Linked DNA regions of Gossypium arboreum: region 1 is linked to region 2. A link is a contact called in public Hi-C data. All regions are on one chromosome and are shown on one strand. Each heading gives the region's core, a stretch centred on a gene start, on an enhancer-like site or on the middle of the called end of the contact. The rest is flanking DNA. Distances are from core to core; before and after follow the strand shown. Region 1 has its middle 23 kb from the start of LOC108489199. Region 2 holds the start of LOC108488840.

The links. A called contact is a pair of places that touch in the nucleus more often than the background predicts.
Region 1: a Hi-C map of leaf shows a contact between it and region 2, with 2.7 times the contacts expected there. The contact joins the enhancer-like site here to the promoter of LOC108488840 in region 2. A contact is called at or near these places in 2 of 5 Hi-C or Micro-C datasets (both in leaf).

What each region holds. Positions count from the first base shown.
Region 1 is chr10:108,560,159-108,566,286 of ASM2569848v2, forward strand. No RefSeq gene overlaps it. Among protein-coding and RNA genes, the nearest start is that of LOC108489199, 23 kb to the right of the region's middle. Within about 2 kb of position 1,758, at least 2 of the 2 cell types and tissues checked have an H3K27ac peak or open chromatin away from gene starts, as enhancers often do. A contact at or near this core is called in leaf, where this site is marked.
Region 2 is chr10:108,447,515-108,453,563 of ASM2569848v2, forward strand. LOC108488840 reads left to right here and starts at 1,849. Exons shown (of 3, transcript XM_017793122.2): 1 at 1,849-2,075; 2 at 2,157-2,410; 3 at 3,189-3,799. The coding sequence starts at 1,917. The coding sequence ends at 3,567. It overlaps LOC108489214 (protein FAR1-RELATED SEQUENCE 11-like), which reads left to right. Exons shown (of 5, transcript XM_017793578.2): 5 at 1-605. The coding sequence ends at 469.

The DNA of each region.
Region 1 (6,128 bases), core at 508-3,007, 110 kb after region 2:
TTCAATTAACTATATTCATATAGATACTAATTAAGTTGATGATATCAAAATGATTCAACGTTAGCAATAGCCATTTGTTGGTAGAGAGCGGAATACTTAGTTTTAGGGATAACTTTTTTTATATTTAAAAGAAAAAAAACAAGGAAAAGAGAATGATTTGAAAGATTTAACGGTTAGTTTGTAGTGATAATAAAAAATGAAAGCAACATTTTTATAATAATAACGATATAATTTCCCCTTTAGGAGAGACTTACGGTATAGTGAATTTGAAAGGGACTGCTCATTTTTTCTCCATGAGATATTATTATTATTATTAATGTGTGTGCATTTTTGGCCCAACCTCTACAGGCTGGAATCAGAGATTCACAATAATTCAATTTTCCTTTTCCCTTTCTTACGTAAATTATTTTAACAATTTCAATTGTTTAATGTGCAATTTCTCTAAAAAGAGCACAGTACATCTTGATGGATTCAACTCAAACTTTTGCAATGTTTGTAAATCCAAACATGGAATAAAACTATAACTCAATATATTAATTATGCTTATGACATTCTTTTTATCAATAAATTACTTTTATTAAAATTTAAAAATTATATGAAGTTTGCATTCAAAGCAACATGAAATCGTATAAAGGAGGAAATTTTATCTCTTTACCATATCTTTTGCTTGCTTTTAACTTTTTGGACCCTAAGGAAGCTTTCCACACTTTACATTGCCACTAATCTTTTTGATTCTTTTAAAGCATGATTGCTTAATTGGAGCAGTCTAAGGACTAAAATCATCTTATAAATATAAAATCTTAGAGTTATGATTAATTTGTTTTCATTAAAACATAATATGATTAGAGGTGTCTATGAGTTGAACTGAATCAATTTTAAATTAAGTTCACACCATGATAGTAATATCATATCTTGTTTTACTCAAATTATGATTCTAATCAAATTCAATTAAACTCATATATATTTATAAATAGTTAACTAAGTTAATTTAGGTTCATTTTATTTCTTAATAAATTAGATCAAGCCCATCAATATGTTTTCATTTTATTAAATTTGTACCCATAAATAACTTTATACATTTTTGGTATTTACGTTAGGGAGAGATCTATTTATATCGTGTAAAAGCGAAATTAGTTTTACAACCTTCTATAACTTTTTTACGATTAATATTTTAACCATTCAACCATCATATTTTATGCTCCATTCATGAAAATCATGCATGTCAAGTTTGACATAAAGTAAAAATTTCTAACCATTTATTTTTATGTAAAAAACTTTCAACTGTTAAATATATATTAATATAGACAATATTTTAGATTGATATGATGGAGATATTAAATCGATTCAAAATTTTACATGCATGACAAATATTTTTTTTGATAAATTCAATCGTTGGATTATTAAAATATTAATCAATTATGAAAGAGTTTAAAACCATTTTAGTTTTACATTGATATAAGCACCCTCCTTTCATGGATTATATTATTATATAATTAGTTTTCATAATGTATATAAATAACATTATTGGCCATAATTTTTTTTTTTTTTTTGCAATATTTTGGTACATAGGTGGAATGGGTGAAGCAATGTTGTTGTAAGGAACAATGTCTTTTTTCTTTTTGTATGAAAAAAGTGGTAGGAAAGGATTTTTAAAGGAGTTAGAAAAGGGACCTACAAAAGAGGGAAATATGTGGCATTATGACATGCAGTTGTGGTGGAAAGGTGGGTGAATTGTCAAGATTATCTCCACTAAACTGACACCAAAAAGAGAAAGATTTTGGACCCTTTGACCACTCCATGGATTGGTGACAAAGCATTAGAGTGATCCTAAATTCCAACCCTATCAAAACCAGACAAGAAGCAGAAGTGTTTGTTGGGTTGGCTGTCTACTTTGATACTGATGTGTGTTGGAAGAGAATTTTGTAGTTTGCTTTATTCTCAGCCCCTCCACATGACATGCATACCATCTGCCAAAATGTCCTAAATTTGATCATTTTCATGGCTTTTACATCCTTTATTTTCAGGAATCTTCCATAAAATCAGAATAGTTTTTATAAGCAATAATAAAAGAGGGAATGCACATCAGATTCTGGTGCACAAAAGCAGTCTTTTTCGCTCAATTAACAGATACTGTTGGAACTGTCAAAGAAACCAAGAATTGTTAGTTGAGGTTACTGATAACTGAATTATGGTTGTCAAAGTCAGTGTCTCAACTGTCACAATTGTCTGAAAATGTATGCCCAACACTTCAATATTCCAGTTTTACAAAGTTTTAAACATGCTTGGGTCAAAGAATAATATCTTTTATTTCAAGTTTTTTTAATTCTATAATGGTTTTTAAAAACATCTTCTATTCCTTTTTTTTTTAATATCAAATAAATACTTCGAATTAAAGAATTCTACCATAACTATTTATTTTAAAATATTAATTTTTAGTACAAAATAAATTACATCAACGAAGTTTAAACTTTCAACATATATTTATTAGGGTGTCAACAAGGGAACTTAACCACTAAACACTTTTGTTGTTCAGAAAATAGGCTTCTCCTTTAATTGATTCAATAAAAAATGGTTCATCAACGAAATTGTTTTTTTTAAAATTATATATACACTATACAGGTAAAAGCTGAAAATTAAGAAATGAAAACAAAACCGATAAAATCTTTATTTTTTAACAAAAAATTGTTTATTCATTATGTTTTACTTAATTTTCATTTTCCTATATTTTTAAAATTATTAATGATTTAAAGTTTAAAAATAATATAATTGATGGAATGAGCAGAAGGGCCTCTAATCATGATTCATAGAACCAATCCCCGGGATAAGAAAAGGAAAGTGAAAAAGAACCCATTGGTGTAAATGCTAAAAATGTGTTTGGGTTTGGTGGGGGTTTCAATGGGCTTAATATCCAACTTCATTTCTTGCCCTATCTCACATCTTCCCACCTTTTTCCTTATAACAACATTAGCCCCTGAATTAGGAGTTAGATTTTATTTTGTCATTTTTATTATGAAATAGATAAATTAGTCTCTATTCATAAGATTAAAAAGTAAATTAGTTCTTTCTGTTAATAGAAATGGATGGAACTGTAAAAAAATGGGTAAATTAGTCTTTATCCAATTTTTAATCGTAAAAATGAATAGAATTTTTAACAAAAGTGCTGGTTTACTCTTTAATCGAACATATAGGGACTAATTTACCTATTTTTTGAGTAGAGGGGGTAAAATCCAATTTGATTCTTGCTATAGAGGCCTCCATAATACTTTTATCAATTTTGGATGGAATCGATTGCAAAAATCATTTCGGAATTAGATTAAAATCCGATACTAATATATTGAAAAAAATTTAGGTTTTTGTTTCTCGTTACTTTTCAAAAATGTTTTTGGAATACTCATAAAGTTAAATAGATAACTTTTAAAGTAAAAGAAATAATTTTGAACACAAATGTAAAATCCTATTTCCTAATTTTTATATTTAGTAAAAACACTTTTAGAATCAAATAATATTTTTAACTCTAATTTAAAACTCAAAGTATTTTATATAATATTTATATTGAGTATACAATTATTTTTCTATTAAAATTTATTTTAAATATATAACATTATATATTTAAATTTGTAAAGAATATAAATTATGTATTCAAATTAAATTTTACAATTAATTAATATTAATTGCTTAAAATATTTAATAATAATTTATATTTCATATATTAAAATATTAATAATGAGTTGCAATATATTATATTTCATATTCAACTTAATATATCATTTGGTACTCTAGTTTGACTCTATTTTCTATTGTGGTACTTGTCTTACTTTGTTCTCTAATCTGGTACTTGTACTTAACAAAAGTTATATATTTAGGTACACAAAGATAACAATGTTAATTTTTAGTATTTAATTTGAGTTTTAGAGTTGATTTGATTAAAGTTAATTACTAATATTATTATGTTTGAATTTTTTAATAATTTTATTAATAGAATAAGTTTAGTGTTAATTGTAAATTTATTTCATTTATTAAATACGATCGATGGATACGATTTAATAGGATTTTAAGGTTGATTTGATGGAAGTTTATAACTAATATTATTAGTTAATTTTTTCATTTTAACTCTAAAACCTAAATTAAATGCTAAGAAGTTAACATTATTACTTTTGGATACCTAAATATAATTTTTTGTCAAATACATGTATCAAATTGGACCAAAAGATAACACACGTGCCACATTAGAAAAAAGTATTAAAATCAAGTACCAAATTATGTATTAAGCCTTTATATTCTTACTAAAATATTGTACTATTAGCAATTTAAGCATCATTTAGATGCATATTTTTACTTCACGAAATAATATCTAAAGTTGACATTTTATTTTCAAAATCATTTTTACGGTAATACTAATTTTTTTAAAACTACTTTGCACAACATTTTTCAAAAGCAAGGAGACAAAATGGAATATTGTTAAAAAGGCATAATGACTTATTTAGACTTCCAACTTTACAAAAAATAATTTTAGACATTCATTTAATTTTTCACCTTTTTAGCCCTTAAATTTGTGTTTTTGGTCAAATACCCCAAATTTAATGGAAAAATTAATTTTTTTAACTTTGTTGATGTTGTATACACATGAATTGTCACATAGGTGACATGTGAGCATTTAATTAATTTTTAAAATTTAAAATTTTGAAAAATTTATAAAAATTATTTTTAATAATTAAAAATTATTTAAATTATTCAAAAAATATAAAATTATTTAAATTATTCAAAAATATAAAATTATAAAAATTATATTTTAAATTTTTTAAAAATTAATTAAATGCTTATGTGTCATCTATGTAGAAATCCATGTGTATGCCGCATTAGCAAAGTTAAAAAAACGTTAGCTTTTCCATCCATTTTGGATTGATTTGAAAAAAAATGCAAGTTCAAGAACCAAAAGTGGCAAAAATTTAAATGGAGGGCTAAAATAACTTTTTTTTTTATAAAATTCGAAGGCAAAAAAAATTCGAAGACAGACGAAAAAAAATGCCCCATCCACCTTACCATAACTATATAATATAAAATTTTAACGTTTGTAAACATATATTAAAGTTTTGGTCAAATTCTGTTATTCATCCTTGTACTATATGATAATTGTTAAATTTAATCTCTCTACTTTAATTTATTTGAACTTGATCTCTATACTTAAGAAATTCCAGAATTTTAGTTCTGAGCTAATAGCCATTGGTTAAATTATAATGGCATGCATTGTTGGAAAAATTCAGTTTGAAAACGATTTTCTTGCACAGCAGAAAACAAAAAATTTGAAAACTAACCCGATTTGTAATATTTATAGCAATAAACCCTAAACCGAAATCATACATGTGCTTTTGGATAGATGGATCCTTGTCATATCCAGCTTTCAACCAAATGATTTGCTCATCTATTCTCGTACCACGAATTGCCTCGAGTATGGACTCGATCAAATCAAATCAAACATAGAAACTAGAAATAGTTCTATTTTCTTCTGAGTGAAAACGAAAATTTTCTTCTCAAATAGAAACTGATAGAATTATTATTCCGGAAGAATAAATTCTCTCTATTTTTCAGCAGAGTAATGGTGTAAATAATCCTATCAGTGTCATTTATTTATAAAGAGAGAAAGCGAAACCCTTGTGGAATTGTGAAAGTCTATTTCAACTAGAAAACACTCTCCTTCTTAAAAAAAGAGTACAGGGGCTTTTGGGCCCATTTCATATTGAGTCCAATTATAAGTACTTTTTGGGCTTTTGACCCAATACTTTATAATTTGATCCAATCTAATAATTGTTTTTCTATTTCCCAAAAATATGCTTCAATATTTATATTTTAAATAATTTTTCCATCCCAATTTTACGGTCATTAAAATTATGATGATTTTACCCTTAATAAAATTTCTGAGAAATATGTTTAATACTTCACCATTAAACTTGTTCACCATGATCGTATGGTTTATTTTCATTTTGGGGCTTTGAAATAGCTCAAAAATATAAACTCAATCTTGTGATCATTTTTGAGAAATCCTTGTTCATTTCTAAATGAATTCATTTCTCATTTTCATTTTCATTTTAAGAAAACCACATTTCTTTCCAAATGATTCAATTTTCTCCAAT
Region 2 (6,049 bases), core at 599-3,098:
TTTGAATAGTTCGTCTTCCATAAACCCATTAAGCAATGCAACGAGACAGCACTCCGAAAAGATTCAGTTGTTAGAGTCCTTGACTTCAGCACTCATAGCAGAGTCAATCGAAACAAAGGAACGCCTCGATGTTGCTTGTGAGCAAACCGCCATGGTTCTTTCCCGCATCAAGGACCTTCCTAGGACGACACAAAGTGCAAATGATATCGTATACAATTGTCCATCTGATTTGATCTTACCAGAGGTAGAAGATACAGATGGAATTGTTCAAAGCTTCACAATGGGGACTTCTCATGAACCTCTCACTTCAGGAAAGCTGAAGGATAGAAGGCCAAGAGATGGGATTGATATAACTCGAAAACGAAGACATTATTCTGATTCTTGCTGTGGGCATTTCGAACATGATTCATCAGATTGCCCAATGATGGAAGGGGACAATTTGAATGGAGATGCATTAGGATATATTTAAGTTGAAGCATCAGAAGCCTTTAGTAGGTTTACAAACAACAAATGCTTGATGTTATTGTTAGTTACTCTTCCAAATTTTAGATGGAAAAAAAAGAATCCCATAAATCCAAATATAAAGATCTGTCTAGGATTACAAATGTCAGATTCCAACCTTTAAATTCGCTAAATACCATCATTTAGAGATAGTTTATTTTTTTTTTTTTAAATTATTCTACTGTATAAGTAACAACTTTGTGAAACATAAACTTTGAAGTTTATGCTGAAAGATGAATTAATTATATAATTGTAATATATTCTTGGAATAAACCAGAGAAGATTAGAAGGCACTGCAGCAAACCGACATCAATATTCTTAAGTCATTGTTGCATTTGTTCTTTCAGGGGGGGTATCACTTTGTTGGGTTATTATTCCTTTCTCTAAAGTTGGCAAATCTCAACAATTGAAACTTTAGGCATCTAGGAACTTTATGTTTTGTTTGGTCAACATTGAAAGCCAAACCTGTTTTGTTTCATTTTTATAGTAATTAAATCTCTAAACTTCAAAATTTTGTTAAAATGTCCATGGTTAATTAGTAATCGAATTAGTTAGTTATTAATTTTTAATTTGATTGGTTTAATCATTGATTTAGTTTCAATTAAATAAATTATTAAAAAATTAAAAAAAATCATAAAATCCATTCAACCATATAGACTTGATCAAAATTTTATTTTAATTTAATTGATTCAGAAAGTTCGTAATTTAACTAGTTTAATTTTATTTAAACTAATTGATCAATTAATTTTCGATCCAATTAATTTAATGTATCAATCTAATTCCCAACGTTTGTCGGATCCAATGCTAAGTTAAGTGGCATCTTAATGGAAAAAACAGTAATGAGAAAGCTTATTCATATTTAGTGAGGATACAGATAAGAACCTTTGACCATGTACTTGATAAAATTGTTATTTAACTTCTCCAAAAAAAATATAATTCATATCTTGATTTTTTTTAAGCTTTTAACTTAAATCAAAATTTAATGTGACATAGAGAATATAAAAAATAATCATAATGTGAGCTGAAACAGTAACATTGGTATCAGGAGACTGTTTTTCTATTACAATTGCAATGTCTAAGAAATTCCACTTTGAGGCAAAGGTAAAGAAAAAGAAAGGATGGGAAATGCACTTTGAGATAAAAGACGGTGGAAGATGGTGAAGTCTCTAATATTTTACACGTGTCTATGATGAAGCAAAGCCCATTGTGGCCTTCATCTTTAGAAAAATTATAGAAAAAGCCACAATCAATGTGAATAACTTCACAGTAAAGGCCAGAATCATTGGAATCTTTGGGCTTTAAGCAACCTTTGCTCCAAGCTATTCTATAATTCCTTCAGTTTTGGTAGCGCAAACCATTTAATTCCCCGCCCGCCCATCAACTCCTTGCATGAATTCCGTTTTTGTTGCCCGAAAATGCCTAAAACAGTAGGTGTCACACATGCTGATCTCGCCCCAAGTCGTCGAAGCACCGAATTAGGCAGCAAAACCGGTGTTGCTTTCATAGTTGTCACCATCATATGTGGTCTCTTCTGCTTCGTACTTTGCCTCATAGCCGAAGCCACTCGTTCCCAGGTACTTAACTCTCCCCCCTCCCCCCCCTTTTCCCTTTATGTCCTCGCTTCAGTTCGTTGATATACACATGATGTGGCGTAGGAAAAATGGGTGGAGAGTGGAGAAGACGGGAAAGACGTGAAATATGAATGCATATACAGTGGAAGCGGGAAGATGGCATTGTTGTGTTCAGCAGTGGCATTTGTGGGACTTGCAGTGGTGATGTTGGTGGAACATATGTACATGTTGATTGCGGTGAGTAAATCACCGCCGCCGGTTCTGCTTTCATGGGATCCTGATTCCACTCAGTTCAAGACTCTCACCTGGCAGGCTGGATTTTTCTTTGTCACCACTTGGTAACATTCTCAAACATACACTATCAGCCTTCATTCTGGGTTTCACCGCCCTTTTCAATTGCATTGCTTCATCTTCGTGCCCTTTTTCCAGTTTTTTTTTTCCTATGCTGCTTATGAATTTCGATTACCCTTTTCTTTAAACTATTAAGGTTAACTGTATCTTACATCAAACTATGATACAAATTCTAAATTCGAACTTATACTTTAGAAGTTTTCATTGGGCCCTTAAAACATTATCTTAAACATTAAATAACTTGGCTACCTTTGACTACGGTTTTGTAGATATATATATTTACTTTATAGATAACAAGGCTTAACTTTTAAATAAATAAATAATCAATTAAACGAGGGTTTAATAGAAAATTAGCAATTAATTAAGCTATCAAATTTTTTAGATTAATTTTTGACTAAGGGCTCAATTAGGTGTTTTTTTCCACTAGAGTTCGAATTGATTATTAATTTAGAACTTTTTTTTTATCATTTAAGCTTAAAAATAGTCATTTTAAATTTTATTAACATCATCACAATCATATGTTGTTTATCGTATTAAATTCAAACTCTCTATGCGGTTGGTACACACATGTTTATAATTTAGTTCTTGTATTTTGAATATAACCCACAATCAGTATGTCTAAATTGACGACTAAAATGATACTTTAAAGATGATTTTAAAGTTTCAGGATCAATTTTAAAATGTCCAATAATTTGAGGACTTCTGGTGAGATTAATTCAATTATAAAAGCAAAGCAGCTGAAGTTTTCATTGATTCCAATTTCAGGCTTTGCTTTGCGGTGGCTGAGATTTTGTTGTTGATAGGGCTAAGTGTGGAATCGGGACATTTGAAAAACTGGTCGAAACCGAGAGAAAGCTGTCTCATAATCAGAGAAGGCTTGTTTTGTGCGGCTGGTGTGTTGACATTGATGACCGTTTTCTTGGCGGCTGGCCTCTACTTGACTGCATTACATGCCCAAAAGTTGTTCCAACAACAGCAACTTGTTCGCCAACAGGTACTTGAAACAACCGTCCTATACACATCACCACCTGGTTCGCCACCACATCGGTTGACAACCATGGCGAGAGAAGACCCGGTGATCACAGAGTTGCCGAACCAACCACCTCCGTTTTCGTTTTCCGGGAGATTTCAGAAAGCAATTTGATGGTTGTATTTAGAGCAAAATAAATTGGGTGCCTGGGGCAAAAGCTGAAGGCACAAACTAGAGCTATATTTGCATTAGATATACCAAAAGAAAAAAATAATTACTCTTTTGATTTTTGTAAATGATAATTTTTTATACAATGAAAAAAGTATATAACTTTAAATTGCGGTATGATATTTGCATGATCATAGTAAAGGAAATAAAAAGTAACGGTGTACGAAATTTTTAGTGAGATTTTTTCTTAAATTAAAATTGGAATTTTGCGAGGGGCAAGTAAGGATGTTTGCCCATTAATTATATTTTGATTCTTGGTCCTTTTAAAAATTGGGTTAATATGTATATAAGTTTAAATTAACTTTACTATTATACTTCACTTAGATTGATATTTGTCATTATCTTTACAAACTAAAGATAATTTGATCACTATACTTTAATTTTATTTTTAATTTTATTGCTTTAGATTGATTTTTACATTACTGTTAATTTTTTAATTAAATTTTGCTATTCAATTTAAGTTTAAAATAATTTGAAAAGACAAAATTTAATATAAAATATTTTTATTTTGCTTTTAATATTTAACAGCAATAAGTTAATTAATACAAAATTAAAAATAAATAAAATGTATATTTTATAAAATAAACTTAATTTTTTATAATATATTTTTTTTCAAGTTTTGTTTCATTAAATAGAAATTCTAATTTAATTTATTAATTTTAATATTTATAAGTTAAATTATTATTAACTATTAAAATAAAATATTTGAAAAAATTTCTTATTAAATTATGTTTTCAAATCATCAAAATTCATATAAAGTGGCAATTTTAATTAAAAACAACGTCGGCAGAAAATTTTAATAATATTCAAAGTTTAACAGTAAAAGTCAATTACATAAAGTTGAATGGCAAATTTACTCATATTTTTAAAATATAATGACAAATATCAATGAAAACAAAAATAATGGCAAATTCAATATTCACCAATTGTATGATAATAAATTTACACTTTAATCCCTTAAAATTAGCAATTCAACAAAAAAAATTTAGGCTTCGTCCTCCCTTAACAATTTATATTTTTATCTTAGTTCACGACCAATATTTACTGACTTCACCTTGAGTCTCCTTACGTTTAAATTTTCAGCTTTATTTTGAGAACGAATCCAAAAAATATTCTTCAACTTTCCAAAACCATCAAATTCAGATTGGTGGAAGAAATCTCTATTTTTATTTTGTATTTTACAAAAAATAAATCTCAAATACTTAGCATCCTCCTCTTGCATGATGAACCTCCTATTGTTATAGATATAATTTATACAATCCTCTAATAAACACTCCATTTGATTTGGTCTACTTAATTCAACTTGCAGCAATTTAATGTTTTTGCAAATTGGAAAATCAACCATATCATTTGCCTCAAAGGTCCTTTTTAATTGATTAGAAATATGCCTATGTCCAAACATTAGCATTGACATGTCAGGCATGAGTTCATGTGAATAAATTGTGATTACGCTACTAACACTCCACATACTGTCACCTTCTAAAACAACATTCACCCTTGCAAGCTAAGATATTCTTTTGCTCTTCTTCCTCTAATTAGATTTGTGTAATGCGTAGGTTTGTGCAAGTATACAAATCGTTATCAAGTAATAAGTAAATATAAGAGTTATCATCTCTACAGGGACTATATTTAAATCAACACTTGTAAAAATTATTATTCACAAATTAGTTAAGAAAAACATATAATTTTGTCTGATAGGTGTTAAATTAATTTAATTAAATGCAAGTTGATCTAAATGCAAATGAAATGAAATGCAAGGTGATGGTTTAGCAACGATTTTTCCGAGTTAACAACAATAACATGAATAAGCTAGAATAATTACAACATTCGACTTAATTCATTTTTCATCATGCTTAAAATTGTTTGGAAAATATTCCATGGCAATTTGATCTTTCATTAACTGGGAATCTCATATAAGTTCAACCGAATCTCATACTTAGAAAAAATATGCATAAACCAATGTCATAATTTAACTAAGGATTCCTTAGAATTTATGTGAAGTAACAAGTACGGATCAGGTTTGAAGCAATTTAGTCACACAAACCTAAAGTTATGCAACCTTTAATTTAATCAGATCATGATCTAAATTAAGTATGCACCTTCCAATTATTGTGTCCATTAATTTTCATCTGGTCAGGATTGTTGAACTAATTCACATACATTAAAACATATTTTAATGCATGAAATACATACATGTTTTTAATTGGAAGCATGAATGATTGAGGCACAAAACAACACAAGTATGAATCAAAATGAGCTTTATCAAATTAATGTAATCATTCTAGCTAAACAAAATTAAGTCATCATTGTCAATGGGGAAACATCAAAACAGATTGCAAACATATTGAATAAAGACAATAAGATTTAAGGAAGAAGAAACTCTTGATGATTTCGACAGTTCTCTAAAGATTGGTCGTGGTGGCTTTCT